Linked DNA regions of Dromaius novaehollandiae: region 2 is linked to region 1. Evidence: chromatin contacts called from public Hi-C data. All regions are on one chromosome and are shown on one strand. Each heading gives the region's core, a stretch centred on a gene start, on an enhancer-like site or on the middle of the called end of the contact. The rest is flanking DNA. Distances are from core to core; before and after follow the strand shown. Region 1 overlaps ITPR1 (inositol 1,4,5-trisphosphate receptor type 1). Region 2 holds the start of ARL8B (ADP ribosylation factor like GTPase 8B).

The links. Hi-C and Micro-C count contacts between places; a contact is called where the count stands out from the background.
Region 2: a contact with region 1 is called in a Hi-C map of brain, with 5 times the contacts expected there. The contact joins the promoter of ARL8B here to the enhancer-like site in region 1. A contact is called at or near these places in 2 of 4 Hi-C or Micro-C datasets (brain and ovary).

Annotation. Positions count from the first base shown.
Region 1 is chr12:24,792,769-24,797,822 of bDroNov1.hap1, forward strand. All of the region lies in intron 41 of ITPR1 (inositol 1,4,5-trisphosphate receptor type 1), which reads left to right. Among named protein-coding and RNA genes, the nearest start is that of ITPR1, 100 kb to the left of the region's middle. Within about 2 kb of position 1,438, at least 1 of the 2 cell types and tissues checked has open chromatin away from gene starts, as enhancers often do.
Region 2 is chr12:24,932,795-24,937,644 of bDroNov1.hap1, forward strand. ARL8B (ADP ribosylation factor like GTPase 8B) reads left to right here and starts at 1,703. Exons shown (of 7, transcript XM_026110666.2): 1 at 1,703-2,010. The coding sequence starts at 1,888. It overlaps LOC112988862 (a long non-coding RNA gene), which reads right to left and starts at 1,517. Exons shown (of 2, transcript XR_003260643.2): 1 at 657-1,517; 2 at 1-513.

The DNA of each region.
Region 1 (5,054 bases), core at 188-2,687:
CGGGACCTCTGTGGCTGGCAAATCTGACTTTCTGAAGTACTTGCAAAGCTGAAGACACGCTGTGGAAATGAAGGGAAGGAGTGATAGGCTTTAATCCAACTGGCCTTACATTGGCCTAGTTAATTTACTTTCTATTGAGGGATTTCTCTTGAAGGTAGCTTTTGGTGGCACTGTTGGATAGGAGCGGCAGGAAGGAACTCCTGTCCTCCAGGAGAGGTGGTATGGTGTGGTGCGTGTTTTTAACATCTATTAATATGGTCTGAGGACCATGAACCTTCCTCGTACAAATATGGGGATAAAATGTTTAAGCTTTCGCAGATGTTTTTCAGACTCTGCAGCATCTAGTATTGAGGCAGGCCTCACAGGACAGGTTTCTTCTGGGGACAGAAATTATGATATACTGAAAATGAAATCTGTTTTTTCAGTATTTCCAAAACATTCAAGTTCCTGTAAACTGTAAACGTGCACAGACCTTTGGGATGGGGTCTATGAAGACTGGTATTAAAATAAAGAGCAGAAAACATATCTTGGAAGATGGAAGAAAAGCATGATTGGTTTTAATAGAAAACCAAAACCCAGTGCTGGGTATTCAAGTCATGATCTTAGGGAGTTGTGTGTTCAGAGCTCGTCTTTCTGTTTCCACTCTGGGCTCCCGGTGCTGCAACTTCGCAAACCTTCCGAGAGCGTTAGACTGATGTTACGAGCTATGACTCTGTGCAGATTAAAAAGCCCAATAGGGACGACTTAGCATAGGCTCTATGCAGATGTTTCTAGTAAGAGAGAGAGAATAAAATCCTTAGGACACTGACATGTTCTCTGTACAAAGCTCTTGGGCTGAGTCTCTCTTAATCTACTCCTTACGTACTGGGCTTGTACCCCTGTGATTTTTATTCTTGATGGAGTTGTTACCAATGCTGGCCTCTCTAGGAGGCAGCTCAGGACCAAACTACATTTTTCTCAAGTATTTTCAGGTGTGAATCTTGATGCAATGGTAACAAACCCCTGCTGCAATTGGATACAACAACTTGACTTGCTTTTAGTTCAGTCCCTAACCCACAATGAAGTCCAAGCACCGTACAAGTGCAGATTTTGCAGTGCTCCAAATCTCAGGTTGAGATGATTGTATGGATCTTGGGTTCTCTGTGGTCCAGGAGCATGACTCCGGTAGCAAAGCACTCCCCACTTTAAAGCATCTCTGCCTCTCGTGCCAACTTCCCAGTCTGCTCTCCTTGGATTTAGGTAGGTGCCAGGATTCCTTAGGCACTAAGATGTGCATCTCCCAGAGAAAGAGGCTGCTCTTACGGAAGGGCGAGTAAGGAGGAGAGAAGTGTTAGCCTTCACCTGCAGGTGGCATTCGCAGGATGCCGAATGTGACTGGGAGATGTCCTACTTTTTTTTTCTTTTTTCCTCCCTACATTGCAGTGAACCGCTCCATTGGGCACCTGCCAACATTCAAGCAGCAGTTACATAAGAGCAGCCTTTTTTCCTGGAATTTAGGCCTGCTGCTGATGTGTGACCTTCAGCAGTAATTGCCAATAAATGTGGTGGAGCTGTTTACAGTTACTTCAGCCCGTGCTGAGGCTGCCAGGAGCCGAGGCTGCAGCGGTAGCTGCCGCGGTTGTAGGGCTGCTGGTTCTTCTCAGGATAATGCTGTTCCCATATGATTTAGATCTGTATTTTTTATTATTCAAATTGTTTGTCTGCCTGAAGAGAGAGCTCTGTCGAGCTCTTATTCCTCTGCAGAGCTGATGGTGATCTGTCCCCGAGCCTGAACCCTTGGGCAGGGATGGTCCCTGGCCCGTCATCTTTGCACGTAGCTAGCAGAAAGCAAAAAGACCAGATGCAGCAAAACTCAAAGCACCCTGAGTTTGCACTGTAATTATTTAGCTCAGAAGACTTTTAACATTTGAGGTAAATAACTGATTTAAGTAAAACTTCTATTAAAAGGCCAGTGGGTTTTTTGATTAAGTAATGACATCTGTTATCTTCTTTATTCAGTTAATAAACAGTATCCAATGAAATACACCTGCAGACTCGCTCAATATAGTTTTTGAGTTGGGGCTTTTTTTTCCCTCTTCACTTTGGTCTTGAGGTTTCAAGTAGGTGGAAAGAGAACTGAAAATCCTGGTTCAAAGGGTTTGACTGAAGTAACCTTTTCAGTGATGTTTTTCAATGATAAACTGTAAAACTATTTTAGAACAGCTGAGTAAGGTGCAAAATATGTGCTATTTTGTGGATCTTTTAATTGGATTTAGAAGAATTATTAACCTCCTAAGTGCTGGAGAGATGCAATTTTATATTATTTTCCTGGTAGAGAGAGCTTACACCACAGTCATTTCTCTTGTGTATTTTACACTTAGACAGTGCTTCACTTGTTATGTCTCGAGTAGAGGAAATGCAGGCTCTAATAAATTTTTGTGGGCTGCCTTATATTTTTTTTCCCTTCACAAATCCTGCAATCTTTGGACTGTTATTGCACAAACTAGACCTGGAATTTGTAAGCTCTTTGGAACAGGAGACTGGAGCATTTCTAACAGTAATTTGTCAAAATATTTGCACCATGTTAACAGCAGATTAAAGCTACCAATGTAAAATGTGTAGCAAAGGTAGTTTTTACTATATTCAGTTACTGTAAATGGCTTGAAAGATTGGGAATTGTAAGAGGAGCAAGTGAGATTTAATTCTCACTGAAGGTCCGTGGCATATAAGAGACCAAGCTCTTTAACTTGAGGAAAGTCCCAGCCCAAATAAAACATGCCTTCGAAACTGCAAACTCTGGAAAACTAAAGAACGAACGGTCATATGTAGATCTTGGTGACCTTTCAGCTTAGACGCTGACAGTCCTAGGGCCAGGTTTCCCACCCAAAGGTCTGGCAGCGCACCGAGGCTCTGCGGATGCACGGAGGTGGGAGTCGTGCAGGCGTGCACACGCATGTGCGCAGAGGTGAGCAGGCGTAAGCGTGCGGTTGCGGCTGCGTCACGCGGTGCAGCGGTCCCCCTCCTCTCCCCGCAAATCCTGCGGGCTGTGCGCGAAGGCTGCAGGAGCTGTGCACCATAACAATATACTGTTCCACATCTGATGCTGCCGCTTAATTTATGCCAGTGTAAAATCCTCCGTCGCATTCTAAAAATATAATGCACAGTAACTTCGATACGGGTCTGTTACAACGATAAACTGTAACGTGGGAAGAATTTTTCAAAGCAGGTTCAGTGCTTTTGGTTCCCAGTTATTCTCTGCTGCCCTGAAACTTATCCATAGCAAGTCAAATACATTTTTGACAAACACACCTACATATCATCTGCAAAGGCTAAAATTTCCCATCCAATACAAATTTTTTTCTCAGTTCTACAAGGTAAAGATATTGGCTTTACGAAGGAGGCTTTGCAAGTAAATAACCTACACTGGTGGGTATTTATCTTTTCATGGAATTCATCTATTATTATTGAAGAATTATGAAGGACAGCCAACTAATTTGTTCTATAACTTGTTTTCATGGTTCAGGACAGGTAGCAGAATGAGAACATTTTGCTTTGCTGGGTGTTTGCAGTAAGAGCGATAGTGACTGTATCATACAGAGAAGAGAAATTCAGAAGAGAGAGGAAAGAAGTGGACAGGGTCTTCTAGGACTGTATCTAAACAGCCACTATCCTAACTTCAGTGCCAGTTGATACTGGAGATGATAGTGTAAGATTTAAGGTAGATAAAATAGAAGGCAGTAGTTTGCTAATAAGCTCTGTCCCAGATCTTTGCTACTATTCTTTACATGTGGATATACAGCCTGGCTATCAAAAACTTAATTTGATATTTGACTGACTCTGTAGTTGTTTTTTTTATATACTTTTTATTTCCTCTGCTATGCCAAATAGCTCTCCCCACCACCCCAATAATCAGATGACATATGCATGAAATTGGGTCAGTTTTGGAATTCACAGATTTCAAGACCAGAAGGGACCATTAAGTAATTTAACTTGACTTCCTGCCCAGTGCAGGCATCTAATTTCTCCAGTTGTTTCTGTACTGAGCAAAAAAATTGTTTGACTAAACGTCTTCAAAATATTGTGTTGATCTTGAAGACCTTCAAAGATGGATGTCAGTTTATAGCAGTGCATTGCACTAGCTAGTCACTTCTGTGTCTGATTTAGAGTGCTCAGATAGAAAGTGACCTTAAGGAGACATGATAGTTTGGAAACTGGCATGAAAGTGTGAAAGTCAAACAGTCTGAGGTTTGCCAGCCTGTTTGTCGTTTGAACTTAGAGATGGTCTGAAATGGAGGAAATAGGTTTGTGCTTTTATGTGCACTATTTTGTCCATTTTATGTCAAAATTCCAAAGTTTAGTGATGCTGAAGAAAAAAGGATCAGGTTTTTGAAAGCGTTTGTAAGCATATGCTCACACAAACATGCAGCTTTTCCTGATGAGATTATTTTCCATCCATTTTTTAATATTACAATATGAGATTTTTTTTCTATCCTGTTTTACTGAAGCCATTCCTTGGAGGAGACCTAGTCCATGTGAATTGGAATCTCCATCTACTTTGTAAATGCATTTCAAGCTTCTTCAGAGAGCTCTTGTTCTAGATGTTTACTAAATAGGTGAGTTTAAAAAAATTAACAAGAGAAGTAATCCTGAGGCTTTAAATCTAAATGAAAATCTTTCTACATTTCCTCAAACCCTTTTCACTGTATCTACAGTACTAATTGTTTGAATTTTCAATGAAAGACTGGCTTATGAAATGTGGTTGTCTTTTTCTTTTCTTTCTTTTTAAGAAAATGAAACTTAACTTTCACACCTTCCTCAAAACTGTAAAAGAAAAAGACAAAAATCTCTTCCACATGTGCCCTCTATTTTTAGATCATTTCGTTGAGGTGTAATGAGTTCACATGAGCTCTCACTGACTTTGCTGGTTGTTGAGGTAGACACATCTACTCTTGAGTCAGATAAAGACCATTCTGGGAAACACATAGCCTATCTGTTGAGGAAATGGCTGTTAGAAGCATTCCGGTCACCAATAGGTCAAAGAAATTGTAATTCTCCTATTATGGGTAATGATGAGA
Region 2 (4,850 bases), core at 453-2,952, 140 kb after region 1:
GGTTTGAGAGAATAGACATAGCATCCCCATTTGCTGGCTCTGGAAGCAGCTGGTAATAAATCACAAAATTGATTACCCGAAAATCATGCCACAAAGGAGAAGAACCTTCCTCTATACAGAATTTGCAGTACACGTAGAAATCTCTGTGATATCTTTGCAGTGCTGGAATAGATAGGGGGAATCGTGATGTTTTCAGCTACAGAAGTACTCAGTGCTTCTCACACTATTTTGTTCCAGCGGTTGAATAAGGAAATTGGATTTGCTCCCAGGAGTAAAATACTCATTTATCACCTCATGGAAAGCATGGTTGCTGTATAAGATGTGCTTTTGCCCGTTCCACATGTGTTTTCGGAGTGTACTACAATGTGTACGCACCTCAGGACACTTTTACCTGCCAAGCGATGATCTGCATCTACCGGAGCGGCTGACCGCTCAGACTGGCTCTGGGCCGGGTCTGCAATCTGAGCGCGGTGACACACCACAGCTTTCAGCTCCTGCAAAATCTTCGTCAACCTATACGTGAGCAAACCACGGTCAGAAAGAGACTTGCAAAGAGATTCCTCTCCCGCACTTTAACCAACAAACAATTAACAAAGGATGTTACATGCTGCCGGATCCTTGGAGAACATAATATACAAAGGCAACCCCTGTTTTACCTCCCGCAGCGGCCGGTGAGCGCCCCGCGCCTCGAGGAGGTCGGGGTGCGCGGTTTCTTTTCGAGGGAGGCCTCCGTCGATGCTAACGATGGCCCTACCGGGATTTGCCAGCTGCATTTCTGGCATGTTGTATCTCGGGGTACTGCTGGGCGCAGGTTTTACACGCGATTCTCGCGCGTTGAGGGTCACGCTGTGACATTCAGCCACTGGAGGGTAGTGTGGAGCTGCGCTGCCGCCGGGGCCTGGGGACAGGCATGGTGCGGTGTGTAACAAATCCCCAACAAAAAAAAAGGGTACTTCAGCTAAAGGAGGGGAAATGTGCTCGTTCCTCAGGCTGCTTTTAGACTCCTCATGATTTTTCTTTTTTTTTTCCCAGGTAAATTTTTATTTGCTCGAACACTGTGCTCGGGCCCCGGCCTCGCACAGCAAATGCCGCGGTTGAGCTCCGGCAGAGTTAGCGACAGGGGATTTTATGGATGACACGTGCACGGGGATCCGCCACGGTGCCTCTCGGGGGCAAGGGCAGATCGCTTGGACAAGGTGTGAAACGCACTGCGGAAAGGAAGCTCTCCGTCCCTGTGAATATTACGAGTCCTATCAGTTCTGCTTTAAAAAAGATGCGCAGGCTTGTGCACGGGTTTGCTCTTTCACTCTGTTCTGCAGAGTCGGGGGACACCGGTCCCGCCGGGGCGACCACAGTGACGTCCCCAGGGAGCTCCCAGGCCACGGGGATGGCGGGGCCTCCGGGCCGGCTCTTCCCGGGAAGGGCCGGGCGAGCTGCGCACCTCGGCCTCCGCTTCGGTCACTCCCGGGCGCCCGCAGGAGACGGCCTCTGCGCAGGCCGTTACCCAAGATGGCGCGGAGGGGGGGGGGGGGGGGAGGCGGTCCTTCCCCCCCGCCCGCTCCCGCGCAAGATGGCGCGGGGGCGGGGCGCGCGGCGAAACGCCCCGCCCCCCGCGCCGGCCCCGCCCCGCGCCGCCGCGGCCGGTCCTCCGAGGGCGCTGCGCGACGGCGCTGCCGCCAGGGGCCGCTGCGGGGCGCGGCGGCGGCGGCGCGGCCCCTCTTGCCGCGCGGCGCGGCGGCGTCATATGACGGCGGCGCGGGGGTGAGGCGGGTCGCGTCGCAGCGAGCGGGCGTCGGTGGGGCCGGAGCCGCCGCCGCTGCCGCCAGTGCCGGAGCCGGAGCCGGAGCCGGAGCCCGCGCGAGGCAGCGCCCAGGGCCCGCCGCCGCCATGCTGGCGCTGCTGTCGCGGCTGCTGGACTGGTTCCGCTCGCTCTTCTGGAAGGAGGAGATGGAGCTGACGCTGGTGGGGCTGCAGTACTCGGGCAAGACCACCTTCGTCAACGTCATCGCGGTGAGCGGCCCGGCCGGGCCGGGCGGGCGGGCGGTGCGTGTGTGCGCGAGGGGGCCCAGCCGGGCCGGGCGCGGCCTTCCCCCCCAGGCCCCGCAGCGCAGCGCGGGGTGGCTTCGCCGCTCGCCCCGCGCACGCAGGTCTGCCCCGGTGGGCGCCGGTCAGGGATTCAGCGCTGCCTCTCTCCCTCCCAGCTGTTCCCTCGGCTTTTTGTGCACCTCCGTTGCAGAAACCTGCGTCAGGTAGCCGTGAGGTGCGTCCTGGCAAGCGCCGCTACCAGGCCTGGTGGCAGCAGGCTGCTCGGCCTACCTGGGCCTGCTGCTCTGGTGCTCCGCCTGGAGCGGGTGAAGGAAGGGTGTGGGGAGCCTCCTCCGTGAGGCCTTTCCTGTTGCTGAACAAGGGGGGGAAAATGGCTTGCTTAAATGGGGTGTTTGGCTTCGTCTGCGTCCTGTTCTGGGGATGCACGTGGCAGAAGGCGCTCGGAGACGAGCTGGAGTTTGGAGGCCCTTGTAGGGAGGCTGCGGTGGGAAGCCGGTGCACCTTTCTGTTTTGCAGGGAGCACGATTGCCTTGAGGCTCTGGCGCGCCCGGGATCGGGAAGTGAACGTCTCCAACCTCAGATCTGAACAGACCCTCAACCTTGCTTTGAGGCTGTGTCCTTAATATTTTTATGAGTGTCATTGTTTGTCAGTTGGATGGATATCTTGGTAGGGAAAAGGCTGTCATTCTCTTACATTTGTATGTCATCCTCTTTACACTGATTAGCTATCAAAACATAACAAAGATATTGTGTAGTTGAGAATATTAGTACTTAGTGGGCCCAGTCGTAATCGCATGAAGTGGACAACCCTAGTGAAAGGTACGTTAAGCAAAAACTGTTGGACTAACCTGAAACAGAACTGTTGGGGTTGTTCAACGGTTTTTTTTCAAGCTTCCAAGTTGTAGGATATTTTTTGAATAGAAGCATCTAATAGTTGAGCTGATACTGATTGGTTTGTTCTTGCAACTAAATTTGGGCAGTGGGATTATTTTGCAGGTTTTTCATCTTCTGGAGTCCTGGATGGTAATACCTTACACAGTGCCATTCACTTTTCTGTTTGTGTAGCACCAGCAGCACATCTCCTTTGAGGAGTTATTTGTGAAACTGTAGTGCAGATGTGTGCAGTTGTAGTAGCTGCATAGAAATTTAGTCTATATAGATTGTCTCAAGTGGTAGTGCTGCTGTATAAAGCTGACATCTTCATCCAGCTTGCTTTGCTGGGAGTTGAATCTTGCAGGAGTCCAACTGCACAGTAGCATCACACCCAGGAATTTATCTGAGTGTCATTCAAATAGGCTTGCAAAACTGAGTGAAATAAGGAAGTTGTGCAAAATGTGCAACCTAGTTAGGTTAGCTGGTTTTGGTTAGGAAATAGCAAGTTGCATTTCCAAAGTTTTTAATTAGGGAATCTAGTGACTTTGGGGCGGATAGAGGTGGAATGGAGTGAGTATGTCAGACTTCAGAGACTTGCTCAAGTTTTTGTTTTGTCTTGGGTTTTTTGGTTTTTCTAACAAGTAATAAAAAATACAGCATGAGCTTCAGTAACCAGCACAATATTGCTTCTCACAGAAAGAGTAGTGCAGCCCATGGCATGCAGATCTCTCTTCTTGTCAGTCACTTCTTTGGCTTATTTTAATTCCTAGTGTGCATTTGGAAACTAGCGCCCAGAAAAGAACTGCTCTCTGCAGGCCAGTTAATGGCCTCCATGGAAGTAGCTGTCAAAGCATTGGGATTCCATAAAACTAAAATGAAAGGAATGACACAGCAAGATGCTAGTCCTATAGAGTAGCTCTAGAAACTGGATTACATACCAGGAGCTCGGTATGGCTTATAAGGCTGCATCCGGTGTAACAAAGCTGTTACCAGACTTCTAACAGTGCATTTAATCTAATGCAGATCTCTAATGTAATCTGGTGTGTTGTGTGGGTATCCAATCAAATCAAGCATGTGTAACTGGAGGAAAAACTCAAGCCAATTACAAAGGAGCCTTGACACAACTGCTGCCTGCCATGAAGGTGGAAAAATCTGTGAAAGGCAAACAATCCAATTCTGCAATAACCTTTTTCTAGGCTGATAATCCTCCTTGGCCATGTTTATGCCTCTAGTGTAAACAAACGCTTAGCTTGTCTGTAATCACACCAAGCTTAGTTTGCTTAGAAGGTTTAAAAACCTTAGCAGGGAAATCTAGTCGTAGCTGGCTGCAACAAATGCAGCTTCTGCTTTGCTAAGGCTTCGTGTTAGTCACTGTCTCTAATTGGATATTAAACATAATGAAAATAGTTTTCCATGTGCGTGAGTAAACTTGCTCACAAGGGAGACTATCATTTCCTCCTGCTCCTAATTTCCATAATGTAGATGGCCTATGGCTCTTATTCAGAGATACCGCATGTCATTGCTATCTTGCATCTTGATTTTTTAGCTGAGGCCTTGAAATGTCCCTTACTTGCTGGAGTCTGCAATATCACCTGTTATTTGCATCTCTGCAGCTCGTGCCTGTTAGCAGGCTTTCACCAGGCTTGCTGTCAAAGCTGCAAGTCATAGCCATGGCGGTATGAGGAGGTATGACAGACAACCAAGCGCCACAGTCACGTGGCGCAGCTGAAACATGACTCAAGTAAACTGACTCTGCTTCCAGGCTATAGGCAGTGAATACTGGTGAATAACAGGTTGCTGATGTTTAATTTCAAAAAAGAAGGCTTCCTACTATAAAAATCTCACTTGAAGCCCAATAGACTGATCCTTGAGCCACGTGTTTGGCACTAAAACTCGTCAGCTTAATACTCCCAGGTTGGGAGAGGAGAATT